6 separate regions of the Mus musculus genome follow, and all the other regions are linked to region 1. The links are chromatin contacts, called in public HiChIP or PLAC-seq and Micro-C maps. All regions are on one chromosome and are shown on one strand. The core of a region is the stretch at or near the end of the contact, and the rest is flanking DNA. Distances in the headings are between cores, read along the strand shown.

Evidence for each region. A called contact is a pair of places that touch in the nucleus more often than the background predicts. HiChIP or PLAC-seq counts read pairs in DNA pulled down with a chosen protein or histone mark.
Region 2: a Micro-C map of embryonic stem cells shows a contact between it and region 1, with 3 times the contacts expected there. The contact joins the promoter of Rps17 here to the promoter of Btbd1 in region 1. A contact is called at or near these places in 2 of 39 promoter capture datasets (neural stem cells and second pharyngeal arch cranial neural crest), 2 of 484 Hi-C or Micro-C datasets (embryonic stem cells and pre-megakaryocyte-erythroid progenitors), 3 of 115 datasets of contacts at active chromatin or transcription factors (astrocytes, effector CD8 T cells and memory CD8 T cells) and 1 of 9 other capture datasets (liver).
Region 3: a contact with region 1 is called in an H3K27ac HiChIP or PLAC-seq map of embryonic stem cells, with 4 times the contacts expected there. The contact joins the enhancer-like site here to the promoter of Btbd1 in region 1. A contact is called at or near these places in 2 of 39 promoter capture datasets (hippocampal neurons and pre-B cells), 1 of 15 datasets of contacts at CTCF or cohesin (the NIH/3T3 cell line), 1 of 484 Hi-C or Micro-C datasets (embryonic stem cells) and 5 of 115 datasets of contacts at active chromatin or transcription factors (SST interneurons, embryonic forebrain, embryonic limb bud and 2 more).
Region 4: an H3K27ac HiChIP or PLAC-seq map of trophoblast stem cells shows a contact between it and region 1, with 4 times the contacts expected there. The contact joins the enhancer-like site here to the promoter of Btbd1 in region 1. A contact is called at or near these places in 6 of 115 datasets of contacts at active chromatin or transcription factors (embryonic forebrain, embryonic limb bud, embryonic stem cells and 3 more).
Region 5: a contact with region 1 is called in an H3K4me3 HiChIP or PLAC-seq map of embryonic forebrain, with 4 times the contacts expected there. The contact joins the promoter of Cpeb1 here to the promoter of Btbd1 in region 1. A contact is called at or near these places in 1 of 39 promoter capture datasets (cranial neural crest) and 3 of 115 datasets of contacts at active chromatin or transcription factors (astrocytes, double positive thymocytes and embryonic forebrain).
Region 6: a contact with region 1 is called in an H3K27ac HiChIP or PLAC-seq map of stem cell-derived neural progenitor cells, with 4 times the contacts expected there. The contact joins the promoter of BC048679 here to the promoter of Btbd1 in region 1. A contact is called at or near these places in 2 of 115 datasets of contacts at active chromatin or transcription factors (astrocytes and stem cell-derived neural progenitor cells).

The regions. Positions count from the first base shown.
Region 1 is chr7:81,827,203-81,832,359 of GRCm38.p6, reverse strand. Btbd1 (BTB (POZ) domain containing 1) reads left to right here and starts at 2,929. Exons shown (of 8, transcript NM_146193.2): 1 at 2,929-3,387. The coding sequence starts at 2,969.
Region 2 is chr7:81,343,141-81,348,297 of GRCm38.p6, reverse strand. Rps17 (ribosomal protein S17) reads left to right here and starts at 3,064. Exons shown (of 5, transcript NM_009092.3): 1 at 3,064-3,096; 2 at 3,290-3,441; 3 at 3,882-3,987; 4 at 4,498-4,563. The coding sequence starts at 3,094. It overlaps Cpeb1 (cytoplasmic polyadenylation element binding protein 1), which reads left to right. Exons shown (of 12, transcript NM_007755.5): 12 at 1-1,272.
Region 3 is chr7:82,257,362-82,262,518 of GRCm38.p6, reverse strand. Sh3gl3 (SH3-domain GRB2-like 3) reads right to left here. Exons shown (of 9, transcript NM_017400.7): 2 at 2,319-2,387. Among named protein-coding and RNA genes, the nearest start is that of Gm32903, 4.0 kb to the right of the region's middle. Within about 2 kb of position 2,073, at least 4 of the 459 cell types and tissues checked have an H3K27ac peak or open chromatin away from gene starts, as enhancers often do. A contact at or near this core is called in embryonic stem cells, where this site is marked.
Region 4 is chr7:82,238,716-82,243,872 of GRCm38.p6, reverse strand. All of the region lies in intron 1 of Sh3gl3 (SH3-domain GRB2-like 3), which reads right to left. It overlaps Gm32903 (a long non-coding RNA gene), which reads left to right. Exons shown (of 7, transcript XR_003946814.1): 5 at 2,015-2,093; 6 at 3,450-3,589. Among named protein-coding and RNA genes, the nearest start is that of Gm32903, 15 kb to the left of the region's middle. Within about 2 kb of position 2,927, at least 25 of the 459 cell types and tissues checked have an H3K27ac peak or open chromatin away from gene starts, as enhancers often do. A contact at or near this core is called in trophoblast stem cells, where this site is marked.
Region 5 is chr7:81,451,880-81,457,036 of GRCm38.p6, reverse strand. It overlaps Cpeb1 (cytoplasmic polyadenylation element binding protein 1), which reads left to right and starts at 2,279. Exons shown (of 12, transcript NM_007755.5): 1 at 2,279-2,403. The coding sequence starts at 2,389.
Region 6 is chr7:81,495,650-81,500,806 of GRCm38.p6, reverse strand. BC048679 (cDNA sequence BC048679) reads left to right here and starts at 2,477. Exons shown (of 6, transcript NM_001193274.1): 1 at 2,477-2,575; 2 at 3,940-3,957; 3 at 4,647-4,664; 4 at 5,027-5,157. The coding sequence starts at 3,940.

The DNA.
Region 1 (5,157 bases), core at 1,680-4,179:
GTATTCTTACTGAGGCCAGTTCAGTTTTAGCTAGAATTTGATCTCCTTGATGAAGAATCCCATAGAAAATTACCAACTCTATTCTGGAAACAAAGGTCAAAATGTCCTGGATAACTTACCTTAGTTTCTGTTAACCTGCCTGTTTGTGCAGAAACCCCTCCAGCTAACTGCTTATCTTCATTTCTGTACAATGGTTTGCTTACCCAAAGCCCCCCACTCCTCTGCGGCCTATCAAAATGTCAGTAAGTGGTTTTGTCTTCAAAACATCAAAAATCCTGTGTTCTGGCTACTCAGGGCCACAGCTAGGTCCTCTAATGCCTGGGTGTGGTCCTAAACAACTGGAATCAGGAATTGGCTATAAACTGTATCTGAGTGGTCACATCTCTGATGTGCTATCCATAACATTATTGCTAAACCCATAAGTCTATGTATTTCTGTAACAAGAACTCATTGTTTTAAAGATTTTCATTTACAATTACAGTTAAAACATAGTAATGGAGATATAAACAGTGACTCAGAAAAACTACCAAGGGGGATTTAGGGCAGAGAGAAGAGCAAATGGTGGAAAAGCAGTAGATTTTATGTGACCATCATAGGGGTGGGGAATCTGAGCTGATAGAGGTTGTTTGGGTTGATCTCAAACTAGGTGCCCTTGCCTGAGGTAGTTGACCTTTGGGGGAAGATTAAGAAAGGTTTCTGGAGGATTTTTAATTTTTTTTTTTTTTTTTTAGGAGAAGGTTTCTCTGTATTGCACTGGCTGTCTTGGAACTGGCTCTGTAGATAAGGCTGGCCTAGAACTTAGAGATCAACCTGCCTCTGCCTCCCTGCTAGAATTAAAGCCTAAGTGTGTATGTGAGCTTGAGACACTACCACCCAGCAGATTCCTGGAAGATTAAGGGAGATTCTTGGTGAATAGCAACCACTTTAAGAGATCTGCTTTTCTAGTAAATAGAAACCTTTAGGCTTGTTTACAGATAAACAATCCTCTGTTTACCCAAAATCCTTGTTTAGGACAATGTCACTAGCATTGCCATTTTGGAGGAAGTGGAGCTTTGGACCTGACAGAAGCTAGTTTTGGAATTTTTGCTGTTGTTGGTTGGTTGGTTGGTTTTGAGACAAGGTCTCACTCTGTAGCCCAGGCTGAGTAGGAACTTGCTTTGTAGACCAGGTTGGTCCGGAACTCACAGAAAGCTGCCTGCCTCCGCCTCCCTAATTCTGGGATTAAAGGCATGGGCCACTGTGCCCTGCTCTTTTTGTAGTTTATTTTTTTTTAATTACTCATTTTTGTGTATCTGTAGATCTATACATATCCTGGAGTACCACAGTGCTTGTGGAGTGCAGAGGACAGCCAATCGGTCTCTCTCAGGATGAAATTCAGTTCTTTAGTCTTAGCAGAAAGTACCTTTACCTGCTGAGCCATCTCTCTGGCCCTGTAGGGTATTTTTATTTACTTAGTATTTTTGGAACAGGGTCTCCCTGGCTGGTCTGGAATTCACAGAGCTAAGTGAACCCCTGTGACACAGGTTCAAAGGTATGCATCATCACACCCAGCCATGTTTTAAAATTACATTCCATTTTTATGGGATGTCACACTAGACATCAAGAGGTCAAAGGATAACTTGCAGGAGTTAGTTCTCTCCCTCTACCTTGTAGGTGCTTGGGATTAAACTCGGGTCATCAGGCTTGGTGGCAACTGCAACTCTATTTCTAAAGTCCCATAACAGAGAATTGAATTGTATATATTTCAAAATTAATAGTAGAGCTTTTTCGGAGTTTTTTAATATTCCTAAAAATAGAGATTAAAATATGGGGGTAGGGGAAAGGTTCTGGTATCTTGCTTTTGTTTTCAAAGAATCAGCTTAAATTTCTTGTCCAATTCCACTATAAACTCGGAGCGTAGGACTCTTAGATTGCTTGACATCTGTAAGCCGGAAGGTTCCCCCCCTCCCCCCCCAGTTATTCTCGTGTCGTAAAGAATCATTTTCTGGGTCTTTTCCTTCTGCCTATAACAAGTGCCTTATCTTAGGATCTATTTATTGCTGCAGGGTTCAAGAAAGGCTCCCACATAATGACAACCACACAGGAACACTGCCCCCAAAGATATGTAGCTGGCAGCACCCTTCCCATTTGTTTTTGAGGGGAAAGGAGTTAAGACGTGTGTGTGTGTGTGTGTGTGTGTGTGTGTGTGTGTGTGTGTGCGTGCGTGTGTGTGTGGGTCTTCATTTGCTACCCAGGCTGGGTTCCCAGTTGCAGCCATGTTCCTGCCTCAACCTTCCATTTTACTGGGATTACAGGCATGAGCCAATCTCAACTCAAATCCTAGGGCTCATAAGGTGGTGTGGTTCCAGTGCTTTTCTGCACTGGAACCAAAAGCAAGGCCTAGGAGAGTTGAGCAAGAAGGCCCTCAATCTTAGACATGGAAATGGCAGAGGAACTCTCTCACAGGGCGGAGTGGAGCCTCGACAGTCAGAAGGGGTAAGAAAGAGACTGCGGACGGGGAGAGGGATCAGTGGACTTCCTAGCCTCTCAGCTCCGCCTGGGGTTTCCAAGGGTGATGCAGCCATCCGGGCTGTGACAGGGCCACCATCCCGCCTTTAGAATAGCAGGGTGTCTGTCTCTCCTCTACAGACTCCCTTGCCGTGCCCTCGAGGTCCTTCCACGTCCAGCTCATCCACCAAGCGGGCTGAGGCGGCGTCCTCGCAGGGTGACGCGGGTGGGAGCGAGGCGAGCCTGAAGGGAGGAGCGGGAGGCGGCCTGAGGAATCAGCGCGGCGCGCCCGCACGCCCCTCAACCCTCTCGCGGCCGCGCGCCTCCCGCCTCAGCAACGCGGCCCCGCGGGAGGGCGGGCGCGCGCGGCCGGAAGCGCCTTTCCCGGAAGGCAGGGGGGCGGTGCCGGCCTCGGGGCGGCTCGACCATGGCGGCGGCGCGCCGGGTGCTCGCAGCTTGAGCGGAGCCGCGCAGCAGGAGGATGGCCTCGCTCGGGTCAGCCGCGGCCGGGGAGCCGGCGACCGGAGCTGAGGCGGAGCCCGGCCCTCCGGCCCCGCCGCCGCCTCCGCCGCCGCCACCGGCTCCCTCGCCGTCCGCTCTCGGGCCGCTGCTGCCCCTGCAGCGCGAGCCGCTGTACAACTGGCAGGCCACCAAGGCGTCGCTCAAGGAGCGCTTCGCCTTCCTCTTCAACTCGGAGCTGCTGAGCGATGTGCGTTTCGTGCTGGGCAAGGGCCGAGGCGCGGCGGCCGCCGGGGGCCCGCAGCGCATCCCCGCCCACCGCTTCGTGCTGGCGGCCGGCAGCGCGGTCTTCGACGCCATGTTCAACGGCGGCATGGCCACGACGTCGGCCGAGATCGAGCTGCCGGACGTGGAGCCCGCCGCCTTCCTGGCGCTGCTGAGGTGAGCGGCGGGCGCGCGGAGCCGGCGGCCTGGAGGGTGGCGGCACCCAGCCCGGCCTGCGTCGACTCCCGAGTGACCTTGGGCTGGGCGAGTCGGCCTCCCTCGGGTCCTCCCCGGCAGGCAGGCGATGCTTGGGAAGGTCGGTCAGTGTCGCCATTCCCGGCGGTGGCGGGCGCTTTGCCGTTGAAGGGTGCTGTCACATTCCAGTAGCGGAATTGTCTGTCGCCCGGGCTTCATAATCGAGTGGGCAGACTAGAAGACGAGATAGGCTGTCCCGATTACCCACTTGCAGGATTCGTTTTTGTTTAAGGACCCGGGTGGATGAAGGGTCTTAGAGGACTGGGGTTGTCAGGGTCTCCACGGTTTGCTGTCAGGACTCTGGAAGATAATAGCCATAGCAGGTATCAGGCTGGCCTGCTTCAAGTTTCTGCAGTCAAGGTGACGGTTTTTGTATTCTAAAACACGCTAGTAGTGTTCGAGTTTGCTCTCCGATGATCTGAGGATAGGAGATTGATTGATAGCTGATTAGTTTGCTACTTAGTGGAAGGTAGTGGCATTGTGGCGTTGTTAATCACAGCAGTCCTAACTGTTAGGGAGGCATATCTTGTTGTTTTACCCCAGTTTTACAAATGGGACCGAGGCCCAGAAAAGTGACTTGTCCAAGGTAATCGAGCCAGCTCCCGGAGGACCGAAGATGGTGTTGGCTGCTTGAGTATAGTGTTGTTTTTAAGACAGCAGATTTTGAGTAATTCTGACGTAAACAGGCAAGTCAGTGGAGCACAAGAGTCCACAGAGGCTCATAGCTTCCTCAAGAAGATGCTTATGGAGGGAAATATAAAGTTCACACAAGAAATATATGTTAAGTTCCCATCAATAAATGGATAAAGGACAAGATGTAATAGAAAAGAAAAAAATACAACCAAGGAATGTGTGACCTCATTAGTAAATGAGGAAATGCAAATTAAAACAGTAAAGTGCTTTCTCCTTTTCATGAGCCCCACCTTTTGGGGGCGGAGATATGGGTTTGGCTTTTATTTTCTTGGACCTGGGCTCATTATTTAGACTTGGCCGATTTGGGGCTCGATATGTATTCCAAGCTGGCTTCGAACTCAGCGAACTTATTACCCCCCCTGAGTGCTGACCCACCAAAAAATTTAAAAGATGACTGAAGGAACACTTTCCGAGAAAGATTATCGTAAAAAAAAGCCTTTGAAAAATAGTTGGATGCCTTAGACTTTTTCTACACTTAGAAAACATTAAATTATTGAAAAAGGTGTCTACAGCATTCTTCACGAGAATGTAGAAAGAAGTTGAGCCAAGGAAATAAATAAATCAGTAACAATCATAGGTCCACTTGATGGAATATAATGCAGTCACTGTGAAGTTTATGAAAATCAGATAATATTATGGGCAGGGTTCAAGTTAGCATTTTGAATTTCATGCACCATGGTAACAACTGAAAAAGAGTGGAGCAAATGTTATATACCTGGAGATAGGATAGAAGGAGAGACCAGTATGCCAAGGTGTGTTGAACTGAAAAGCCGATAGTACCCTTTTCTCTCTTTGTCCTCAGATTTTCTAGCATTGAATTTGTATTTATGGGGATAGGTGTGCAGCCTACCTGCTAGTATTTGAGTCATTTGGATTTTGAAGTTGAGCAGGAAGACTGGATATAGCTTGCTTAGCAAATTACGTAGTTTAGAAGCCTTCCTTAAAATGATAGGCCAGAGAGGTGGTGGCGTAGTGGGTACAGGCTCCTGTTGCAAGCCT
Region 2 (5,157 bases), core at 1,815-4,314, 480 kb after region 1:
CCAAAGGCTGTCAAGTCAGGCAGCAACTCGCTGCACAGGCGCCATGGGAGCTAGCTTTGCGCAGACAAGGGAGAATCGTAGTCACCTTTGTACTTGCTAACTCTGTCTTTGTTTCTGCACTAATTAATGCACAATGAGTTTTGTCAGGTCTTGTTTTCAGTGGGGTGTGCCAGAGCAAGGACCCTCGGCTCACCCTCAAGCAATTGTAGTTTTCCCAGATTCTAGTTCCTCATTTTGCAAATGAAAATAACAACAACAACCACTGTGTCCAGAAGGTCTGACACAGATGCCTACACTTGGGTTTATTTATTAAAGCGCTTTTTACATTCCTTGCAATACTGATGGTGGTGATGCGCAGGTCTCATTGGTTCGTTCATTCTGCAGTTGCCATACAGTGCCTTTCCATTGATTTAACCCCCACCTGAACGGCATCAATTGAGTGTTCAGCTGGTGTTTTTTACTGTAACAAACAAAGGAGACTTTGCTCTTCATTTAAACCAAATCATATTTCATAGTTTACGCTCGAGGGTTTTTACTGGTTCCTTTTTACACTCCTTAAAACAGTTTTTAAGTCGTTTGGAACAATATATTTTTTTTTCTTTCTTGGCAGCTTTTAACATTATAGCAAATTTGTGTCTGGGGGACTGCTGGTCACAGTTGCAAATCAAAGCATTTGTAACCAAGAGAAAAATTATTTTATTTAAAACTGGACCGGAGGAAAAGTCTGAGCAGCTGCTGTATATAGTTTTAAATGGTTTGTGGCACCTTATGTTGCACTTATGTTGGGGGAGGGTTGATAGAAGTTTTTAATCACAGTCACAGGACTTTTTCTTTTGTAACTGAGCTTAAAAATTAAAAAAAAAAAAAAAAGGGCTGCTTTTTGGTGGGGGCAGGTGAAGGCTCACAGGAGCCCTTTCTCTTAGAGGGGCAAATACCCTTCCTTACAACTTTTATTTGACGAATGTATGAATCAACAGTTACAGTTGACAAAGACGCTACTGGAATTGAAAACTTGACTTTTCTTTTTAATTTAACGATTACTTGCCTCTCTTAGGGAAGCTGTGTGCCAAAGAGCCAGTGTCATAACCCCTCCCTCCTGCTGAGCTGATGTTGCATTGTTGCATATCCCAGCTACTCTGTGGGTTTTGTGAAGCTGTGTGTGAAGTCTCTACCTCATTGTTGTATATGCAGGCAAGACTGCACTCTCCTACAGATGTGTGGAGTAAGCTGTGGTGTAATTTTTTTGGCACATAATAAACACGTTGCAGCAGAGTTGTAGTTTTGTCTCTGTATCTGGGTGTGTGTGTGGTGGGGTGTGGTAGCAAGCAGGGAAGATTCCAGAGACCAGTCCTCTTTTCATGGATTTTCACTAATGGGATACCAGCCCAGAGGGATGGGAGGTACATGCGGAGACCTGCTCCTATATGGGACTTGTTACATCCTGGTCAGCCACTCTGGAGTGTCTAGTACCTGGGTGATTACAATCAGAATAGGAGGCCTGCCTGTACATTTTACTTCTTGGCCCCTCAAGGCCTCCTCCACATGGAGCCCTAGGAATGCTAGAGGCACAACTCCCAAGATGTCAGGAGCCATTTGCTGGCTGCTTTCCTGTGAGCCCTGACGTGTTCCTCCTTCCTCTTGGACACACTTGTGCTGATGTAATTCCTTTCTGAGTGGTTACTATTTTGCTTTTTTGATTCAGGGTCTTTCTTTGTGGCCTTGTCCTGGAACTCCTTATGTAAGCCAGCCTGGCCTCAAGCTCAGGAATTCTGCCTACCATTCATCCCACGTGCTGGGATTAAGGTATGCACCAGGACACGCTGCAGTGCTTTGTTTCTTCACAGCCCTTACACTAGCTTTTCTAACAGGCTCCATGGCTTCATGACAGGTCTGATGATTTTTCAAGTGGAGACGGCAGCATGCTGAACTGGTCCTTTGGGAAACTCTAGTCTGAGGGAGAGGGACTCCTAGGTACTTAAATCCTTGTAAGGTGCAAAAACTCACTACTCCTCAGAATCCAAGAGTTCTCTTCCTGCAAGACTGTAAGGTCTAGTCTTGCATCTGGAGCCTGGCCTCCACTTCATTGGGAATTCACTGGTAATGTACGATGCAACCCCCAGGGATTACAGACCCTTTGGTCTCTTCAGTATTCTTCCGGGTCCATGGTCAAGGACATCTTTTTTCCTCCCGCCATGAGCTACTTTTAGAGTAAGGACTTTCAGCTCTTCACCTAACCAGAGTGACGTAGATGAGTTGAAGGATGAAGCACAGCCTTGGCCCCTTGATACATGCCCTGTGGCCAGCACGGTCTCCTTAGGTTTGAGCGCAGGACCCTGTCCCAGGAAAGAGCTGGAGGAAAGGCCCTCTCTGGACAGATGAAGCCACTGGGTCGTAGCGTAAGAGCCTGCTTTGGGCTTGGTTATGGCAGAACAACCGGAAGAAGCTGAAGGTTGGAGATAGTGTCCCTACTAATCGGGAACAGTCTAGTTAACTGAGATCCTAATTTGTTGGTAAAAGTGTTTGAGACCTCTCTGTGAGCCAGCCACTGATTTAAGCACTCGAGGTTAGCCCTTCCTGTTTAGCTCAAACCTAGCTGAGAAAAGTAATTGTGCTCAGACATTTAAGAGCAGCTCGAATGGAATACTGTGCTGGGATGAGAAGAAAAGCCACTCTAGGTGATGTTTGCTGTGACACCAGGAAATGAGAGGAACCTCACCAATTAGGCTAGACCCTACTAATCTCTGACTAGAGGCGCGGGTAGGGTGGAAATCGGGGATGACCCTGTTTACTACTATGCCTTTCATAGCTCGGGCCTCCTTTAGGCTCCATCTCAGGACCTCAAAGTAACTCCTAGATTAAAACACACCGGACGCCCAAGAGAAGCACGGAACTATTTGGAGTGGAAACCAAGACGGCCGAGCTGCCGGCGTGCGCACGCGCAGACTTTCGCCCCGCCCACAGCCAGGCAGCCTCACTCCACTCCGCTAGGGGCCGCTGTGGGACTCTCGCGAGCCAGGCGGAAGCGGCTTTCTGGCCGCGCTTTATAGGCCTCTCTTGTGTTTCCTGTTTCCTCTTTTACCGAGACCCGCCAACATGGTAGGTGTTTGGCTCCCAGGGCTCTGTCCTTTTCAATCCTCGCCCATCCTCCGCTCGTCGCGGCCTCAAGTCCGCAGCGAGGGGCCGGCGCCGTCACCGGCGGCCTGGCGCGCTTCCGCATGAAGTCGTGCGCGCCGCGGCCCCTCCGCGGGAGGCGCGGGCTCCCCGGTGACTTTGCCCTCTCCACCCTCAGGGCCGCGTTCGCACCAAGACCGTGAAGAAGGCTGCCCGGGTCATCATCGAGAAGTACTACACGCGTCTGGGTAATGACTTCCACACCAACAAGCGCGTGTGCGAGGAGATCGCCATTATCCCCAGCAAGAAGCTTCGGAACAAGATAGCCGGGTGAGTGGGGGCCGCGGCCGCCGGAGAGCCTGCCCGGGCCGGTGCCTCCGCTCCCCCCAGACGGCCCGCCGAAGGGCTGGAGGTGTGCCTTGGCCACAGTGGGGTTTTGCCGACGTGGTCTTAGTTCGGGCTCCTTACGGTAGCTGAAGGCAGAGCTCCGGCCTCAAAACCTTACTGCTGTGGTCTCTGCTTCCCGCATTTTACCACTATGGCCGTGTTGTGCAAAAAAATAGCAGTGTTGTGTCCGTACGACGGATAAGACCAGTCGGGGTACATGACATTCGGAGGAGGGCTGGTGACGGCGAGTGAGGATGTAAGGAGTGGACATCTGAACAGTGCTGTGTGTGTGTCTGTGTGTCTTTCCGATGGTGAGACCGACCTTGATGTAGAGACAAAGTCGGTTCTGGTGGGAGGTGGTCACTGTTTCGCATTGCTTGTAGCTATGTCACGCATCTGATGAAGCGGATTCAGAGAGGGCCTGTGAGAGGCATCTCTATCAAGTTGCAGGAAGAAGAGAGAGAGAGGAGAGATAACTACGTTCCTGAGGTAAGATTTGTGGGTCTTCCTCTGCACCTCTTCCTGGGGGCTCACCTGAGGTGGGAACGCAGCTGGATGTCAGTGAAGTCTTAATCTATTTCCTCAAAATGATGAGAGATCCACCCACCTCGGCCTTCTGAGTGCTGGGATTAAAGGCGTGGGCCAACACACCCAGCCGAGGGTGCCTGTAATCAGCCGACCTTGAGCTTCTCTGCGAGGTCTAAATTCATTTTCACATGGGAGCCCAGTGAGAGTGCCTCCCGACGTGGTTAGCTTGACATCCAAGTGTGAACCCTGCTTTCTGAATGCACACTAGATGGTTCTGACACAAGAATAAAGTGGGCTGTGGTGGTGCACAGCTTTAGTTTCAGCATTTGGGAGGCAGATGTCTGAGCTCGAAGCCAGCCTGGTCCACATGGTGCTTTCCAGGACAGCTAAGGTTATGTGTTGCGTTGGGAGCAGAGGAGGTGAAAGATAACCCACGCATTCATAATTTGAACTTGATTCTTTCCCTCTCAGGTCTCAGCCCTAGATCAGGAGATCATTGAGGTGGATCCCGACACCAAGGAGATGCTGAAGCTCCTGGTGAGTGTTGCCTGAATCCTTGAATACATCTGGTTTCTAAATGGCTGGAGCTGCTTGTTCTGTGATGATTCGGGGGTGTGTTTTCCTTGTTTGGGGCTGGCTCCTAAATTGTGGCCTGCCCCGCCCCCTTCAGCTCTGGCTGTTACCTGCTTTCCTCCCTGGTTATTTCTACAGTAGTCGGGCTAGTCACAGTTGAGCCATCTTACGGGTGGCTTATCTCAGCGGACTGAGACTTGGCTCTTTTGCATAAGTATGAGAAGGTGGGATAGGCGCCTGAGACCAGCATGCTGTTAGTGATTGTGAGCAGATACTCTCCCCATGTGCCCGCATGGCTCAGTGAAACAGCAGCTGACGCTTGCTGGGAGCACTGCTGGTCTTTCTCAGCACAGCCTTCTGAAACCATTTGGCTCCAGAGCATGGTGGGCTCCCGGTACTGAGTGTTCTTGGGGACAGGCCTGACCCTCCGCTCCTTGTGCTTTGTACATTAGGTTTCCTCTCAGGTGTTGACTGAGGCTGGGGAATGTTCTTGGGGCTCTAGCCCTGAGCCCCTCTGACCGTGCCGTGTGCTGCTTTTGTAGCTTTACCTATGCTAAG
Region 3 (5,157 bases), core at 824-3,323, 430 kb before region 1:
ATGATTTTTGGAGGGAAAAATCTAAACAGGAATAAACAAAAGGAACCTCAGTCCATCAGCTAAAACTTCACCTGCCCCATCAGGAGTGAAGACATTCCTAAGAAACCCCTCCTGTCTGTCCCCCTCCTGTCCGTCCCCCTCCTGTCCACCACCCCATTGGTTATCTGATACTGGACTTTCCCAGGATGCTATGCTATGTGAGAGGATCCGAGGAAGCCCTGGTGCCCAGCAAAGGAGAAAGCGGTTTCATACCATCTGTACTGGCTTGTTTTGTGTGTCAACTTGACACAAGCTGGAGTTATCACAGAAAAAGGAGCCTCCCTTTAGGAAATGCCTCCATGAGATCCATCTGTGGGGCATTTTCTCAATTAATGATCAAGGATGGAAGGGCCCATTGTGGGTGGGACCATCTCTGAGCTGGTAGTCCTGGGTTCTATATGAAAGCAAGCTAAGCAAGACAGCGGAAGCAAGCCAGTAAGTAACATCCCTCCATGCCTCTGCATCAGCTCCTGCTTCCTGACCTGCTTGAGTTCCAGTCCTGACTTCCTTTGGTGTAGAAGTGTAAGCCGAATAAACCCTTTCCTCCCCAACTGCTTCTTGGTCATGATGTTTGTGCAGGAATAGAAACCCTGACTAAGACCCCATCTGACAACTTAAGATCCACCTTTCAGAAGAGATGAAGCAGAGACAGAGGCAAAGTTGGGGCCAGGACCTGAAGCAGCACGGCCTAGATTAATTACCCATGCCTCAGCCACACCCTGACCAGCGCTGCCTCGTTATACACGCCTCAGCCTACTATTGAAATCAGAGCCTCCTTTCACATGGAATGTTCGTGTGTTTCTCTTGGTGCAGACGGGGCTACACTGAATAAGCTGCTCTGCCCAGGTTTGCCCTGCCACCTGCCTCTTTAACGGGCTTGTTGAGAACAAGCAGGTCAGGATACAGGAGCTGATGCAGATGCCATGGATGGGTGTTACTTACTGTCTGAACCCAGCTTGTCAGAGCTGCCAGCGCCCAGACCTTGACTCTAAACCCAATAACATAACTCCAGATGTTTGTTTTTAAGTATAGCATATGAATTGAATAATCTAGTTGGTAAAGAAGCCATATACATCCTATCATTATATATATTAATAAATTTAAAAATCAACTTTAGATATGTCAATGATATTAACATGTTGAAAGGGTTTTCAATGCACAGAATTTCTTTTTTCAAAATCAAACACAAAATAAGCTTCTCTTCTTAGGGTCTTAACACTTCTAGGAAACCGGGCGTGGTGGCGCATGCCTTTAATCCCAGCACTCGGGAGGCAGAGGCAGGCGGATTTCTGAGTTCAAGGCCAGCCTGGTCTACAAAGTGAGTTCCAGGACAGCCAGGGCTACACAGAGAAACCCTGTCTCGAAAAAACAAAACAAAACAAAACAAAAAAAAAACAAAACAAAAAACAAAAAAAAACACCTCTCGGGCACTTCCTGGAGGAAGGCTGGCCAGGTCCTACCTACATTAAAGAGAATGCCCTCCCAACCCACACCCAGAGCGGGCTTTCCCCCAACCTGCACTGCCGGCCACACCCAGGCCCCCAGCTCCGGTCTGAGGAATCTAATCGTTAGGACAAGCTCTGCTCAAAGGGCCCAAGACAAAGGGGAGGAAGCAGAGCAGTGTGGACCCAGCTCCGACTGCACCAGAGCCACTCTCCAGGTAGATGACCAGGGGACAGGACAGGGGACAGAGTCTGCAGTCCATCATTGGAGTGCCAAGCCAGGAACACTCTTCTAAATTATTTCATCTGCATATATGATTCTAGATGCCCCCATGTGAGGCCAGCCGGGCACACATACTTATCTCTGTATCACAGCTGATATGTCGGTTCTAATGGCAGAAAAGTATTTGCTGTGCAGCTGCTGAAACAGATGGGAACAACAGCCTAGATTACCAAATGATAAATCAGTTGTTATAAATCGGAAAAGCCTTGTCACACAAGCCTTGAGACACAGTTGACTCTCTAAGACATATGAGCACCATTTGGCCCTGGAGTTGTTGCCAAGGCCCACATGTTATGCATTCTGACAGCTGGCCACTAGGGGAACCAGTTAGTCACATTCCGTTTCCTTCCTCAACTTGCCCAGACTAGATGTGGTTCAACCTGATCCTGGCTTGGGCTGGGAAGCACTGGGGTCCTGCCTTCCCGACTCTGCACCCCATGCTTGCATTTGAACATTCTGGATTCCCACTCCAGGTCATATTCCCAATAGTAGGCGGTTCTCTCTCGGGCACAGACAGCCCATTTCTAACCCGTCACATGTTCAAAAAGCTTTACCTTTTCCATGTTCAGAAATTCTTCATCTAGCTTCGTTCCTTCGGCACCACTTATTTTTTCACTAAACAGCTGCAAAAACAAACACAAATGCTTTCACTGAACAAAGATTCTCTATATTCCTTTCATTGAAATTAGTGACAAAAATCTTGGCTCTGGCGTTGTTGGATTTTTGGTTTTCTGTACACTGGGGTTTTGCCTGCATATCTATCCCTGGAACATTAGTTACAGACAGTGAGCTGCCATGTGGGTGCTGGGACTCGAACCCAGGCCCTCTGGAAGAGCAGCCAGTAATTTTAAAGGTTCCTGAGTTCGAGCCCTGGAGCCCACGTAGAGGTAGAAGGAGAGAACCAACTCCACAAGGTTGTTCCCAGACTTCTATATGTGCACTGTGGCATGCGTGCGGGTGCATGCACACACACACGCACACCACAACAGCTACTAATGAGAAAAGAAAAGATCATGGAACAATGTACACTTCCCATTTGTCTAAGCTTTATCATGCACCCATCCTCATCAGATGGCACAAAGCAGTTCTAATACACGCAGTGACAAGACAGCTAGGGACACAAGAGTGACAAGAGTTAGCAGCACCCCAACAGCCTGAATGTAAGAGACAGGCGGTAAAAACGGACAAATACTAGGACCAAATGCAAACTATTATCAATTCATCAACTTGACAGACTCTCAGGGCTGCTTAGAAAGTATCTCGTCTGCAGAGCAGGAGGCAGATCATTCAAGACCTGACTCCTAGAATGCGTGGCATTTGAGTTTGTTTTTTAAGGACAGTGACATTTCAGTGTGCAGCACAGCGGGAAAGGTCTTCTGGGATGTGGTGGTGTTTTCAAAAAGGAAAACTGAGAGGAATGGGAAGGGTGGTTTGATACTGAGCACAGTTCCTATCCTTTGTGGCTATCTGTACAATAAGAGAGGCTTAGCAGCATCCCTGCTGTCTACCGCTAAATGATAATAGAAGTCATGTGCTCACTGTGCACACTCATGTGCACACACACAAACACATGCACACATCTGCCACACCACTCTGACCACCAAAAAATGTCCCTAGATAATGAGAGATCAGTGTGCTCACAAAACAGTAAGGAGTTTCACTCCCAAGTGAAGACTGCTCAAGGGGAGGACGGAAGAAGACATTGAAAGGGAGGCAGAGGCCACAGATCGCAGCCTGGCAAGCCAGAGGGCATGGCAGACAGGTCTCTAAAGACCAACACAACCACTTAGAGAAGCCTTTCAGAAAAGTGACTCCGGCCCCAATGGATCTGGCTTCGTGAACAAGGAGAACGGACTGCCATAACAAAGCGTGTTGTCTTTAAAAAGTACTTCACTGTGATTTACTTATGGCTTTAGAGTGTTGACACATGTATAAAGTCGCAGTAAGTAAGTTAAGGGGACTGCAGATCCCTTACATACAGGCACGGTTTCGTCTGACTGCCTGCCCTACTCTCTCTCTCTCTCTCACACACACACACACACACACACACACACACACACACACACACACTATTGCTATGAGATAAGGAGGTGTGGGTGTGGTAAACAGACACAGAGTTTAGCTTAAATTAATTATGTGACACAGGATTTCCTGGAAAGAATGGCTTACAAACATGGCTAGCAGAGCCTGGTATGGTGGCACATGTGTTTAACCTCAGCACTCAGGACGCAGAATTACACAGAGAAACCCTGTCTCCGAAAATTTAAAACAAACAAACAAAAAAAAAGAACTAGCGTTCTATTGCCCCACTAACAGCGTGGCCCCATGACTTGTTTTGACCACACAGAACCAAGCCTAGCTAGAAAGAGACCTGTGTGCTTCCACCCACTCCCCTGAAACCCTCTGCCTGTGAACAAGCCCTACTAGGCAGAAAGGTAAAGGGGCGCCAGCCTCCACACACTCATGCCCCAGAACCACAGGCACCAACTGACCCAGCTGAGAGAACGAGCAGGACAGTCTCATCTGCGGGCCACCACCACCCCCCACCCCACCATCCCTCACCCCACCCCACCCTACCCCACCATCCCCCACCCCACCCCACCCCACCATCCCCCACCCCACCCCACCCCACCCCACCATCCCCCCACCCCACCCCACCCCACCCCACCATCCCCCACCCCACCCCACCATCCCCCCACCCCACCCCACCCCAGGAACTAAGTCCAATAAACAGTGTCGTTTAAACTACAGAGCCTGTGGGCTCCTCAATCCACTTGGCAGGAGTTTTCACTTCGTAGGCTGAGGACAGAGGTCAAGCAGGCTTGTTCCAATTCTTAATATGAGACGTGACCTCAAAGGAACCTGAGACTGCTCTACAGCAACCAGTGAGAAGCAAAGTCACCTCCAGGATTGGTTCCAAACTTTTGGAGGTAATACTCAGAGACTCTAATGGGAGTTATACAAGCGCTGGCCTTATATCTTGTAGCCAGAGAAGACTGCAAAGATGGCCGCCATGCTTTGTAGCTCCACCCACTGAGATCCAGGGTATCCCATTCCAACCCTCCACTTGCCTTGGTCAACAAAATGGAGTGTAGGCTGTGCCATGTGACTACTGAACTGGGGCTTTAGATACTTTGAAGCTATAAACATGCTTTGCACAGTGATCTCGCTTGAGGAGAGTGGAAGATCAGTTGGGGAAGAGGCCCACACAGGCCCACCACACTTGGTACATTGGGTGTGTTATGATGGCTGGAGTAGCCACCTACAATCTCCTTCATTGCTGGCTGGCACTGGAGAAACCAATACACTGATCCTGATCTTGAAATATGAATTAGAGATCCACTTAGTATTAAGAGACCAAAAGCCTCCTCAACTGGTCCGTGTTGGTAGGAT
Region 4 (5,157 bases), core at 1,678-4,177, 410 kb before region 1:
CAAACATTCCAACAGGAGAAAACTCTGCTGTCCCCCAAGAGGAAAGTGCTGCAGTCCCAGAGTGAAGCCTTTCTTGGTGGCTTCCTGCTGCTCCCACTGATCCAGTCACCACACATACCCAAGGTCAAGAAAAAACACACCTAGGCAAAAGACAAAACCTGCCCCAGCCACCCACACATCTATCTCAGCAGAGCCCTCCAGTCTAATGGCAACCTGAAATCCCAGAAATCTGAAGGAAACCAGGTAAAAGAAAAAAGTATCCACAAGGAAGCTTAGGCTCAGTGGTTCTCAACCTTCCTAGTGCTGTGCCCCCTTAATACAGTTCCTCCCCGGGCTGTGGTGAGCCCAGCCATAAAACTGTTTATGTTGCTACTTCATAACTGTAATCTTGCTATTGTTATAAATCATGATGTAAATATCTGTCTTTTCCAATGACCTTAGGTGACCCCTGTGAAAGGGTCATTTGACACTCCCCCAAAGAGGTCACAACCCAGATTGAGAACCGCTGCTTAGGACTTTCCAGAAAAAAACAGCTGACTAAGGCACGGAGGCTTGTGGGATAGAAGACCTTGCCAGGAAACTTGGTAAGGTAGAGGGGGTCTGAGTCCCTGGAAACTCAGGTACACACCTGAGATGGTAGGCGGCTCCCAGCTCCCTGCCAGACTCCTGGCCTGGAAAGGTGTGTGCCACACTCCCCCTGTCTGTCATATAGCCCCAAACAGAGTTCTCCATGCTAATGAGGTACCTAGAGGCCCTGAGAGTTTAGCCAATAAGCTTCCCTTTCCAGACATCCTCCTTCCTGCAAAAGGTATTTAATCTCTGGTTCACCCTGAGAAGTGGGTACGCATCCATTTTCCTGATGAACAACCAGTAAACAGTTTGGAACTAAGGACTGTCTCTTTCATCTACCACCGCCAAGGGGTAGCATGGAGAAGACCTTTGCCTACAGAGATGCTGCCTAACACTCCCATAGAAGGCCTCTCTGCCCTTCCAGACTAGACCCGGCCCCCATACTGAGCCCTCAGGCCCCCAACAGTCCCGGCCGTGGACCCCTGACACTTTGCTCCCGATGGCTCTGTGTGGTTTTCTAGTGGTAACTAGATGCTTGGGTGTCAGGGAATATCAGGTTCAGGTTCCCACATCTCAGACTGTGTTCTCGTTTTCTCTCTCTCTCTCTCTCTCTCTCTCTCTCTCTCTCTCTCACACACACACACACACACACACACACACACACACACACACACACACACACACACACACACGGGAGCCGTGTCTCTGCACTTCCCTCTGCACTTCCCTGAAGCCCAGAACCTCAGGACAGTTTGGGATTTTTAGGTGAACTAAAAATATAAGTGACAAAGCTTAAGTCACTGTTCCTTAGGAAGATACTGAAGGAACCAGCCCAGCGGACCACCAAGAGATGAGAAGCGGAAAGAAGTCTGGCTTCAGCCCCTCTGCTGAGGCTGCTCTGAACCATGCATCCAGTCCCTGACTGTCTTGCCTGACACCAAGTGAGGTTGTCCTCAGGCCTGGTGTGGGCTTATTTCCGGAAGGGATTCTAAGTTCACTGGAAGTCAGATGACATTGAGGGAGTCAATTCTCGCCTTCCAGTGAATTCTAGGGATGGAACCTGAGTTGTCACAACTGTGCGGTGAGGGTGCTTCCCTGCTGAGCCAGCTCCATGGCCCCAAGAACCTTCATTTTATATAAAAATGCACATTAGCCAGTCTTTGACATAGGTAGCTCCTTTAACATAGACAGTGTTTTATAGATTTGAGATAATACTGAAAACTAGGAAATGTGAAATATTAACACTGGCTTAGCTATATGCTAGGCAAAGCCCCTCTATTCCCTCCCTGATGTAATCAGTCTCAGACAATTCTCTCTTCTGTCTTTTTCTCGTTTGGTTTTGGGGGTCTTGATTGTTTTGCTTTGTTTTCTAAGACAGAATCTTGCTATGAGACCTGGCTGATCTCTAACTCATGACTCTCCTGCCTCTGCTTCCTACCTGCAGGTGACAAAAAAACGAGCCACCACACCTTGGTCATGTCATCTTACATCTACAGAGCGATGCATTCTTTTACACTATGACAGTAAGTCATACATATTGATCTGTAAGCTTTCCAGGAAAAGGCTTTTATATGTCAGCACTGTTTAACAATAACAAGAGCAAAACAAAAACAGGGAAGACTAAGACAATTAATATCGTCTGTGTACCAGGCTAGGAACATCACTGGACTTTTTGACTGTGGTCCGTCCTCCTTATTCTGGGCACTGAGAGTTCTACTGTTTCCTGACATCTAATGTTGCTAAGAATTAAGTATGAGGGAGAAAATTGTGGTTAGCTATCTTCCAGAGTCTTTTGGTTTTAGCACTTGGAGCTAAGGTTTAATTTATTTTTCTTAAAAAAACATTAATTTCTTCTTTATGAAGTCCAATAGTTTTATTTCCTCATTCATTTTTCTTGGCCTGCTCAAAGGCCCTGTGAGCTTCAGATCAGGTCAGTAGATTGGTAGCATTTTAAAAAATCTATAGAACTGGAGTTTAAAAATCTCTATCTACAGACAGCAATGATCGGGAAGCTTAAACCAGCTGGAGTAAGAGAGGGAGGGAGGGAGGATGTCTTTGTGTGCCCCCCAAGACCCAGGGAAATGCAAGATAAGCCCTAGGACAGAAGTAGATCTCAAGGTGCTACAGAGGCCATCCACCCCAAAGATGCTTAAAAATTTAAAAAGACGATGCACCACCCCTAAAACCTTGAAAGGCTCCCAAACACTAGCCAGAGGGGGCTCCGTGAGAAACAGCCACATCTGTGAGGGAGTCAGCCCCCACACCTGCCAGAACCCTGGAGATCAAAGCCATCTGCCACAGCACCAAACAAGCAGAAACTTCCCTATACTCTCTCTCTCTCTCTCTCTCTCCCTCTCTCTCTCTCCCTCTCTCCAACTCCTCCCCTACACACCCACAGGGCAGGAAGCTATCTGGTAGGAGAGCCTCAGGAGGACCCAAGGTAACAGCCTGCCTGAGGTCAGCCCCTGCTGAGCAAGGGGGACGGACTTCAAGTGGATGATCACACTGTAATGGTCACATGAAAATGATAATCACATAATCCTGGTTAGTTTCCTATTTCTGTAATAAACCCCATGCCCGAAAGCAGCCTGGAGAGGAAAGGGTTCATTTCATTTTACAGCTTACAGTAAAGTCTACCATGAAGGGAAGTGGTGGTAGGAACTGAAGCGTGGGCGTGGAGGAACACTGCCTACCGGCTTTCTCTCCATGGCTTGCTCAGCTTCCCTTCCTATAGATCCCAGAACCACCCAGCCAGGAGTGGCACCCCACACAGTGGACTGGGCCTTCCACATCTATTACTAATCCAAAAAATGCCCTACAGACTTGCCCACAGGCCAATCCGATGAAGGCATTTTCTCAACTGATGTTCCCTCTTCCAGGTGGCTCTGGTTACTGTAAAGTTGACCTAAACAGCAACCAGCATTGATGCGGGACTGTTGCCTAGAGCACAGGATCTGTGCAGGGTGTTGCAATAATCCTCAGAGTGGGAAACACAAGACAGAACGTGGATCATTTCAAGGTAGTATTTTCCAGATTATCACCCCGTGCATACTCTCTCTCCTCTAACCTATTAACTCTAGAAGGCTCGTTTCTAGAACACCCTTTTGTCAGCTTGCATACATTCCATGTGTCTTACACTCCATGTGTCTGTGCATTATCCAAGAGCAGGCATACAGGGATCCCTCTCAGATCAATCTGACATTGACCTAAGCCTTTCACATTCTGAAAGACCACCTCCCATTATGTCGCCACATTCTACTGGCTTCGAGCTCCTCCAATCCATACCTATAACAACAGCCTCCCAAGGAGACCAGACCCGGGCATTCTCTCCCTTCCCACTCCTTTCTCAGCCCAACTAAAGCCACCTCTGTCTTCTGCCCACTGGATGAAGACTCGAGTCTCCCTGTGGCAGATTTTGTTCCGGCTCAGGCAACACACCACTTCGCTGGAATAGTTTGTATTTCTCCAGCCCCCATCCCAGCTACAAGCAGTCCCTTTTCTCGTAGCTAATCAGACCAAGACGGAAGGAAGTCAGTTGCGGTGGGAGTTTCTGGGAGGCTTTTCATTTCTTAGCATCGAGTGTCCCTCTTTGTTCCTTTTCCCCACACTGACCATGAGATGTATTGAGGTTGCGTCAGCCGGCAAAGATGGAGGCCCTGACATTAAACACAGAGGGCAGACACTGTGGCCTCCCACTCGAGCCCAGGTCAGTCGGCTCTGTAGTTGCACTATCCCTAGCCACACCCAATCCTGACACACTTCACAGCCGGGCTGCACAGGATCTGCCCCATCAGTCGCCTCTGCTGCAGCCCAGGGATGACTGTGGCTCCTAGTTAGCAGACCCTTTCCAAGGCATCCTGACCATTCCTCTGGTAAAACTGTCCTTGGCCTCTTCCCCTGAGTGACTTCTGCACTTGCTCTCTGTTCACCCAGGGTGACATCCTTGGCCTCCTGGCTCTCCCTTGCCCTAACTAATCTTCCTGCCGCTGTCATCCTGTGGTCACAGAAAAGTTAAACTGCACACACATGCTACTGACTTGAAAATCCAGGAGTCTCTTGAACGTCAATATTTTTCACCTAGTCATCTGCTGGAAATATTCTCGAATATTCTGAACATCTTTTAAAACCAACATTTATAAGTCGCCTTCCCCTCCTGGTCTGCCACTTACCGAGTTGTTAGTTACTGACATCAACTGCAGCTCAGAAAACTGCAGTCCTGTGAGGTTTCTATGGTTGTGATTAAACAATGGGATCGAAAGCTATTTAAGAAGGAAAGAGCTTATTCCAGCTAACATTTTATAGTCCACCATGAAGGGAAGGCAGGGCAGGAACCCAGGGCAGGAAGCAGAGGCAATGGAGGAATGCAGATTACTGGCTTCCTTCTCCTGGCTTGCTTGGTTTCTTTTCTTATACATACACCCCAGGACCACCTAACTATGTGTAGCATCACCCACAGCGAGCTGGACCCTTCAGTATCAACCACCAGTCAAGAAAATACCTGACAGACTTGCCCACAGGATCGGGTAGGCGAATTTTCCCAAACAAGGTACCCTCTTCCCAACTGGCCTCTGCCTGTGTCAAGTTGTG
Region 5 (5,157 bases), core at 1,030-3,529, 370 kb after region 1:
GTATACTGGGGGTTGACCCTGGAGTCTTGTATGTACTAGACAAGCACACCTATTGATTATATTCCCAACTCTACTCTTGAGTCTGGGGGTGTGGTGAGGGAATGTAGGGTAGGGGCACACAGGCTTACTAAGTTGTCCTCACAGGCTGGCTTTAAATTTGCAATCCTCCCTCCTGCCTCAGTCTCCCAAACAGCTGAAGCCAAGCATGTTCCTTCTTTGAACAGCAGCCTCTTTACCTATGAGTTAACAAGCAAAGCATTTAGAAGTGTGAGAAGTACACGCTTGAATGCCCAGAAAATACTCCACTCCTCCTGCCTTTGGCTAGGTTTAGGGACGGTGATTTAGCAGCAGAAATCTGTGTTCAAAGTTACTTTCTTATAGGCTGGGAGCTTGAAACTTTATATTTTTTCAGGTATCCATTCCCATAGGCCCTCAGGTGCCATTTCAAGTCTTAGATTCTTATCTTGTTTAACTTTGGGTCAGGGAGGACTGGATGTGAAGGATCACAAATTGGCAGCTACTAAGGTACATGGCGACCTTAAGATGAGATATTTTAGAGGTTTCTGATGCCTATCGGCTAACCTATTCCTTCCATTTAATTAATTAGTTAATTAATTAATTTATTTCCTTGAGGTAGACTTCCTTCAGACTGTAGTTCCTAACTGCCTTCGGATGCAAGGCACCCCTCCTTCTGCCTCATCTGTGATAGTATTGCAGTTATGGGCCTAAGCCACCATGGATGTCTTAGTCATAGATGCCATCGGTCTTTCCAGATATGCCTTGGGTCTTCAGAGCATCTCATACACCCTCACTTACAGTTCCCATGTTGTAGGCATCTAAGTGTGGCACCTCTCAGAATAGGAAGAGAAGAGAAGCAAGAAATACTAGGTTTGATTTATCAGGCCTATGCTGCCAAGATGGGGGTTGGGCTGCTCCTAAGGGGATGGGTTCTCCATACTGTAACCACCCTTTCTGCTTAGGACTTCAGTAACCCTTGGGAACGACCACAGAATGGAGACTAGCCAGCTGTCATTCAGCTCCCTCTGCACTTTAACTCCAGCATCTGTCCTCTTCCCCACCTTCTCCAAACACACTAGGCTAGGACCGTAGGCTTCCTTTCTTAATACCCTGGGCAGAAGCTTATACGTTCCTGCCTCACAAACCTGCCAGCAAGTTGGTAACAGCTTCTTCACCTGTCAGGAGGAACCTTGAGTATAATACGCGCTGAATAAAAAGTATAACATATAAAACACTTAGAAATGTTCAATAAGCTCTGTTCTCTTTCTTAACCAACCTAGTGGCTTATTTCCCACCTCCAACTCTCCAGCAACACCTTAAAAGAGACCTGGCAACTTCCAAGCTTGTTCACCTTTCCTCTAGTTTCCAGCTAGCTGCAGAATAAAAGCCCTTCAGAAACTGGGCTCGGGCTTCCCTCCTGTGGCACCAACACGCATTAGCTGGTCTTAGTCAGATTGAGCCTCTCAGTGCATTCCTCCCTCTCCGCCTTCCCTGGTCTGCAGCCCGGAATGCCATCTCCGCCTCTGCGCTCGCTTGGGCTTCCGGTCTGGTCCAGCCCTAGCTGGCCCATGACGCCTCTCGGAACAACAGCTTCGCTCACCCTGATCTCTTGCCCCGAATTTTGTCAGTAAAGCGTCCTGTCATTCTGGAGGGAGCGTCGGGAGCGGTTTCCCTGGGGAACTGCAATCCGAAGAGGATCACTGCTGTTTTCGGAACTTTCCCGAATCCCCTGACGCCTGCGCTCCGGGTTCCAGCTCGCTCCAGATGCAGTGGCAGTCGGTCTGAAGTGAGGGCGTGTCTGCTGCAGGTGGGGATGGGTGGAGGGGCTGGGTTCGGTGCCACCGGGGCTTCCACCCGAGAGGTCACTAGCAAAGGAGAGGCGTGGTTATACGTTTTTTTGGGGGGGGGGCGCACGTCACCGGCGCAGCGGGGCATCCCAGGGTCTTGTAAATCTGTAGGGAAACTGAGGCCCGCGGGAGAGTGAAATGGTCAGGGTCACCGGGCGAGGGACTTGCTCAGGCCTGAGCCCCCTCGGGCTCCGGGGAGGCAGTGGTGGTCTGTCTTGGCTCGAGCCTCAGAACTAACCCCCACCCCCCGTTCGGACCCCCAGGCCCAGGGTGGGCGGCGGAGCGCGGGTCTGGACGGCAGGAAGGAGCGCAGGGGGCGGGGGCGGGGACGAGGCCGGGCGGGGCCGACACAGGTGCTCCTCGTCAGGCCAGCGCCGCGGAGCTTTATAAGCCGCCGGGGTGCGGAGTCGTGCGCTGCTCGCTGCAAAAATAGTGCCCACGTGTGTGCGCGTCCCGCGCCGCACAGACCCGCCGGCCCGCGCGCCCGCCCGCCCGCCAGTCCCTTAGGGCCACGCCGGACCCCATGGCTTTCTCTCTGGTAAGAGCCGCCGGGGCGGGGCGGGGCCGGGCCGGGCGGGGCTGCTGTCCCCGCCGGCCGCCTCGGCTAACGGTCCGCGCGCAGTCTCGCCACTTCACAGGGCCCCCTCACCGCCGCCCGGGTTAGCGTCCCGGGCGGGGCGCCGGTCACATGCCCGCGGTCGTGGGCCTCGTGGAGCGGTGTGGGGCGCGCGGGGAGGGGCAGGGAGCTTCCTCGTGACTCAGGCCTTTGGGCTTAAAGGCGCCGCGGCCCTTCGGGGGCGACCGCCGGGGCCTCGGAGCTGCACTTGCACAACTCTCGGTGGCCTCGAACATACGTCCAGACAGGAGCCGGCCGCGCGGACGGGCGCCCGGACGCCAACACTTCCTTTTTCCGCAGCCGTCGCACGGGAGAGCTCGAGCGGCCGGCCGGCTGGCCGGCGGTGCCCGCGGCTCCCGTCTCTCTCTTTCCTTCTCTCTCTCTCCCCGAGAGTCGCCTTGGCGTCCCGCAGGAGGCAGGGGCTGGCGGCTCGCTGCGGGCGGCGCAGCAGCGAGCCGCGGAGACCCCCTCAGGCTGGGGCGGCGCAGGGGGAGACGCGCCACGACGGCGCTGACATGGCTCCTTTAAAGCCGAGGTCTCGGGCCCCTCGTGCGGGCCGCGCTCTTTCCAAGCCCGGGGAAGTCACGTGGCTTCACACGTTCGATTGCTCCCGGAGCCCTAGCCCCGAGGGTGGACCGGGCCAGGTGAGGTCGCACGTGCGTGTGACCGGGCTTCGAGGGCTGTCCCCGGGAGCCTCGCGGGGCTGGGGGGCGCGGGCCCGGAGGGGAGGAGGAGTTGAGCAGCCCGCGAGGGGGCGCAGGCGGGAAGCCAGCTAGTCCTCGGCGGCGTCCGCTTGCCTCACTCGGGCGGCCTGGCGGGACGCACTCATGTGGCCTCGAGGGTGTCGCTCAGCGTTTCTCAGCCAGCAAGGCCAGGTGTCCAAATTCGGGGGTGTCGGGTTGCAGATGGGCTCGCGTGGCCTCCAGCCCTGACCTCTGGTTTGGGGGAGCGGAGGCTGGACGCTGGGCGGGTAGGGCTGACAAGGCTGCTTCACTGGGGGCCTAGACGCAACGGGGTGTGTGTGGGGGGAGGCCCATGCCTAGGCAGGGGGACCCATGTCAGCAAAGAGCGTCCTCGGTGGGCAGCGCAGGCCACCCGTGTGGGTTGCTGTGCGGTTCCAGCCTCTCACGGTCACGAGCCTCATTTCCAGGGGGCTCTGCAAGGCCACGGTTCCTGCAAAGTGGCCCGCAACACCAGAAAGCACGGAGCACCTGGGCTCCAGGGTCCTATGCAGCCTCGTTCTGTGCAGCCTCGCAGGCGTTAGTTAGCACCGTGCTCTGTAGTGGCACTTTGTGCCTTGCAGGCTGACTCTGCCCTGCCCTCAGATAGAATTAAGCCTGTGGAAATGTCGGAAGCACCGGAGACCTGGAATAGCCTGGGGCTGCCAGCCTCAGGCCGCCCCATCCCCCACCGCGGCCTCCAGGCCCGACTCTGATGAACGCATTTCTCTGGCAACTGCTTCCTTTGGTCTCCCTGGCTACCGGGCTGCCTCCCCACTCTCTTCTGGCACCTGGGTAAACTGCTGGGCTGCGTCATTTGCTGGGGCCAGTGGGTCGAGTTTAGTGTTCTGGAAAGGCACGCGTGTACCAGCTTTCTCCAGGCCACCTCTTAGGTGATTCGGGCCACGTGTACCAGTGGAGACTTTGATGAGGCGAGTTTCCACTTTCGCATGCTCTTTTTGAGTGTAAGGACACAAGATCTTCTTTTCTTCTTTTCTTTTCTTTTCTTTTTTTTTTTAAACAACAGAAAAATACAACAGGCAAAACAAGACAAGAAGTTCAAGATTGTTTTCCCTGTATGTAGAAAGGAATGGACCGCCGACTTTGAACGTACACTGGGGCTGTAGCCTGTTAGGAGCCCCTAAGGACAGTAGTGTTCAAGAGTCACCACTTACCGTTTACCCTTTCTTGTAAGATCTTGCCTGGAACTCACGGGGCATTTTCTGTAGCGTTTACCATGTCCCACCCTCTTACTTCTCACAGTTATCTAAATTTGAGTCATTTGGCACTGCCTGCTCTGTTTAATGAAAGTTGACAAGTGTAGAGGTAAGTCAGCTTTGTAGTATAAAAACACTTGCTCCCCTCCCAATGATTGTTTTACAGACAGCTTCCCTGGCAGAGGCCCCCCAGTGTGGAAGGGAGGCTGTGTCAGCCTGCAGAGCAGACAGGAGTTAGAGAGCTGACACACGCATTTAATGAACCTGGGGACATTTGCAGTTAGGAATGGTTCTGGGGTCCTTTCAGTATAGGCAATTGCAGTGCTGTGGCACATTAAGTGTTCATAAAGCAGAAAGTGGAGGAGGAAGATAAAGTTGTATGATTCTAAGAACAGCACCAAACTTGTTAACAAGAAGCTATTGATAATGGCTGTTTTGAGAAGTATTTGTATCTGGTGCAATCGACTCACTAAAAACAAACAAACAAACAAACCTTTAAGTGATTTATAAACCTAAATTATACCAAGGTAAAGTAAATGAGTTGAAAAAGAGGGAAGAGTAGTAACCATTGACCTATAGTGTATATGTATATGCTGCTCTAAAGGAAGTGTTCATTAATTGACTACTGAAAACTTCATGCCCAGAGTTGATGGACCTTTGACACCTCCCCATTTTGAAGAATCTCTGGCTTATAAGTACAGCAATAAAAACTTAAAACAGTTTGGATCAAATAGAACATC
Region 6 (5,157 bases), core at 1,228-3,727, 330 kb after region 1:
AAGTAATTTTCTTTCAGAACTTGAAGTACTTTATTAAAGCCCATCTCAGCCTTCAGAATTTCTGCTGGGAAATCTATAAGCCTAACGAGCTCTCCTTTAAATATAACATGGTATATTTCTCAAATTTTAATATTTCTTGCTCTATACTTTTTGAGAAAGAGGATTGACACTAGTTTAAGGCCAGCCTGATCTACAGATTGAGTTCCACGGGACCAGAGGTACATAGTGAGAACTTGTCACAAAAAACAAAGCATACAAACAAAAAAAATCCAATAACAACAACGAAAAGAAATTATAGAATTAAAAATAAATTTAAAACTCTAAGATAATTTTAGTAGCAAGTGGGGATGCTGTAAGAAAAGGTAAATGAAAAAAAGACTGATAGGTATCTGGCTTCAAGTAAAAATATATTAGATATATCAGGGTTGTGACATTAATTGGGGAAAGAAAATGTGAAGCAGAAAATGTGAAGAAATGAAAGCAAAAGGTGGAAGACAAATTCACATTAAAGTCGCTGGGCCAGTGACAAGGTAAATGTGAAGATAAGGCCTCTGCACACATCACAAACCTCTGAGAGCAAAGATAAGGAAAGAGCGAGAGCAGCCAGGGACGACTCGTGCTGGAAGGGTCAACAGCAGGCACACTGTCAGCTTCTCACTTGGAAGGATGGTGTTCAGATGTCATGGAGAAAAGTCTCCACAGGGCCAGGGCTAAAAAAACGGACACCGGAACACAGTCCTGTGTCTGAGAGGATGAATAAAGACAAGGATGTTTTCAAATAGAACTAGGAGAGTTCACATCATCCCGCTGCTCCCGAGAAACACTGAAGAAAAGTCGTCCGCTTAAAGGGAACCATATCAGAGAAATGATTAGACCTTCGAGCACGTAATGATAAAGGGCATCTCTCTTAATTCTTAAAATCCACCGCGGTTTAAAGCAAAAATGTATAAAATTGACCTGTGGGTGTACAGTACAATGACAAACATTACATAAAAGATGGACAGGGATGGTGGTACCAGATGGAGGTACCAGACTTACAGTACTGATGGTGTCTACACTCAATGTGTAGTTGCAAGGTCTCTAACTAAGTAGCTTGTGTAAACTGGTTATTATTAGGACCAGGTTCTAACCAATTATGCTAACTAGCCAGCCTGGAAACTAGTTATATTGCAATCTCTAAAGAGACTGTTAATAGCTAAGACAAGGAACTGGAGCTAAAGACCAGCAAATAATTAAAATGGGATCTACTTGAGTCAGGGTCTCATATGACACAGGCTGTATAAACCAGGCCCATCTGGAATGTACTATGTAGCCTGAGCTGATCTCAAACTTTCAAATCATCCCACTTCAGCCTCCTGGGTGTTGGGATTTCAGATGTGTGTTAGCATGCCCATCTTAAAATGAATTAGTAAAAAAAAAAAATATTCAAATATACCAAAAGGAGACAAGAAAGGTGGAACAAAAGAACATACACACATATCCAGAAGGGAAAGGCAGGTAGGTCATGGCAGACCAAAGTCTAACCATTTCGAATGTGGCATTAAATGTCTATACAGTGAAGAGGAAGACCCAGTTATAGTCTATTATAATGTATTTTAACTACAGTGGTTTAAAGCCAGGAACATGGTGTGCATCCATGGTTTTAGACACTCAACAGGCTGAGTGAGGAGATCATTGGAGCCTAGAGTTGAGACGAGCCTGAGCAACAAGTGAGACCCCCCCCCCCATCTCAAATCAAAAATAAAGACACAGCAGATAAGTCAAAGGGGGAAGAGGAAAGTAAATAGGATAAAAGACACAGATGCAATTAGCAAGCATGACATTAGATAAGTCTTCAGCTCAAACCTTAGCAGAGGTACAGGGGGACATTCCTAGTGATAAATGTCAGCTCACCCAAAGATGTCGCAACCATAGAATGCTTCTACATGCACTAAGAGTTTCAAATTCCATAGAGCAAAAATCTAACAAAATGAAAGGAAGACAGTCCTGAAGCTAGATAACAAGCCGTACCATCCCTTTTAACCGACAGAAAACTGTATAAAAAGGAACAAAGTTTATATGAGGTGGCATGAACAGTATCACCAACCATCTTAACCTAGCATACACCTGCAGAACACTACACCCAAACTGCAAAAATGTGAAACCTATTCACACTCACAGACCATTAAAGCAAACTTCAGTAAGCCCATGGGGATTGAAAGCTAGCTCCTAGTCTCTGACCAAGGGAGGGTGCAGACAAAGTGCTGAGTTCCCGAGGCCAGGGAAGGGCGAGGAAATGGTGTTGAGACAAACAGGTAGTCTTCATATCAGATATCAAATGTTGAAAGGTGGGAGGAGGGGAAAGAGGCACCCTTCACTTACCTGGACGCCAGCCCTCAGGCTCAGGCTTCTCGCCTGCCCCAGGGTCATATCTAAAAAAAACCACCATTGCCTCGGTCAGATTGGCTTGGGCACTGATACTCAGAATCTGGCCCCAGGACTTCCTGGTTAGCCCCTTTATCTGCTAGCTCCACGGCCAACTTGCCCTCTTTCCTCTGGCCACAGAAGACAAAGGGAGTGAGGTGGTCACTGCAAGGTAAGCTGCTTGCATTAAGGGCTAAAATTAGGGTGGGGTCGCCATGACTAGAGCCTCCAGAAGAAGGACAGTCAGAAAAGTTAGACCGCCTCTCTGACCTTGCTTTAGGCATAGGTGCCTGGCTGGGAGCAGCCCCCCCAAAGGGGTCCAGTCACAGGAACACCTCTGCCACTGCTGTGCTTCTGATAGCCAGGGTGAGAGAAGGAAAGGCTCAGACCTCCAAGCAAGTGTTTCCGACAGGCTGGGCAGTGCTGTCAGGCCCTGGGCAGTGGGACTGGGATGCTGGTCTCTTAGCACTGATGGTTCCAGGGCGTTGCTCTTTCTCCCTTTACTACTTGACTAAATGATTGCTAAATGTTTCTCTCGTAAGGAAGAAAGCAGGGTCTATACTTCCTGGTGCTGGGGGCTGGAGGCAGGGGTTCCCTATGCCTTTCGAGAAAGTCTCCAGCATTGGAAGTCCTATCTGCTGATTTAGTCAGATTGCCTCAGTTTGAATACTGGTTTACAACTTTTTCGATGTAACCTTTCCAACCTCCCCAAGCCCCACCCGAGCCCCACTTCCCCCTTCTTCTAAATGAGAAAGACAATAGAATCTACAGGACACTGTTATTAGAGCTCACTGGAGTCTTCATACAGCTTTTGGCAATACACATTATTATCATTACGGGTAGAATGTCAGCCATGGACCGGATTCCTGTTTGAAGGAGCAAGGCATAGGCACAGCGTCCAGAGTGCTTCCCTGCCTGCACCCCCAACCCCAGGGGGAAATACGAGGGGGTGTCTGGACTTTCCAGTTGAATGATTGATTCCCTCTGATCTTGGAGGCAGAGGTCACAGGGAGGCCACCAGCCTTTGGTGGCCATTGTTCTTCTCCTCTGAGCTGAGAAAGATGTACTCTCCCCAGCCTTCCACTTGGCGCCCAAATGCGCATGCACAGGCAAATGTGCAAGTTTAGGAGCCAGCCAGACCTTAGATAAACAAACCCTGCCCTCTGGCCTTGGTTAATCACAAAGAGCTCTTAGAGCTTCACAGGGATGCCCAGTTCTCCAACCTTATTGTTCCCAGTTCACAGATGAGGAAGATGAAGGAAGGAGTGAGGGTGGAAAGGAGGAAGGCAGGCAGAGAGGGAGGGAGGGAGACAGAGTCTCTGTAGAGAGAAACAGAGAGACAGAAAGAGAGAGAGAGACAGAGAGACAGAGAGGGGGGACTTTTTGATGTCCCATATGGAGAGGTGACATAGGTCTCTCAATCTGTGACCAGCCACCTAGTGCAGACTTAAGACACAGCATGCAGCTATTGAGCCATCAGAGTGGGAGGGCAGAGGTGAAGCAGCAGGTGGTAATGACTGGTTTCTCTCTCCCTAGATGAGCTTCAAGTGCCAGGTAAATGGAGCAGAAGTCCTTGGCTCATCTTGTCTCTTCCTCGGGCAGGGTGGCAGCCACCTCTGCAGGGGTTAGGACAATTCACCCTCTTCCATAGCTGTGACTTTTGCTTGACTCGGTGGGTAAGACGGGATGAGAGGGAAGCTGGAAGTAAAGAAGCGCTCTCCCTATTCGGCGGATGTTAGGTAGATGACTCCTGACCAAAGGGCACAAGAACACAAAGATACCCAGAGCCCTGGGGTCATGGTCATGGTCATGGTCACTTGTTTCCATATCTTACCTTCACTCCCCTCCACTCCCCCCCCCCTGTTTCTGTCTCTCTGTCTCCGTCTCTCCCTCTCTCTCTCTCTGTCGATCTGCCCCCACCACCTCTGAAATCAAACCTTAGATATAACCCAGGCAGTGAAATCACCCTCTGTTCCCAGAAAAGACGAGGAACTAAACTGGATTTTTCAGTTCATTATAGAAAAAAAAATGCAATGGTATTTATTATATGAGACCCTGATGGTCATGTGGACACAGATTAGCAAGAGTTGATGTTCTTCAATTTCCTCCTGAAAATAAGAATATTCAACTGATCTGGAGAATTGTAGCAAGGAGCAAATGAATGCATGTTTGCTACTGAGGTTATTGGAATTGGGAGAGATTGGCCTTGGCCCAACCTCACTGCACTTTTCCTGTTTCTTCAGTCCCTCATCTCAACCCAGGTACCAGCTGACACCCAGAAGGCGGTGTTGCTTGCAGAAAAGGCAACATGGACGGTTGATGAGGAAGGAGACCGGCGCAGGGGGAGGGAGATTGAAAGGAATGGGAATAAGCGGGTAACTACGGGTGGAGAGGAGGTCCCAATTGCTGGACACCATGACGTCCCTAGCGGGTGGCTCAAGGCAGCGCATATCCGTGATATCCAGGCCTCTGGAGTCCCTCAAGGACAGGGAGGCAGGTGTGAGTCAGCAAAGACCTTTTGCCTAGGGCCCAGCCCCAAGCCAGGTCTACCCTCTGCGATGAGTGGGATGACCCAGCTGTGTGTGTGCACACACCTTGCAGTCTGCGACCTTTCTTCTCTTAGACCCTGGTAGGAGCATCCAGCACCATTCAGTTCTTCTTCTCTGAGGCACTCATGGGTCAGAACTTCCAGGAGGTGGAGTTAGAAAACTACGAGCCTCAGCCTGGAGACCTGTTCCTGTTCAAGTTGCAGAC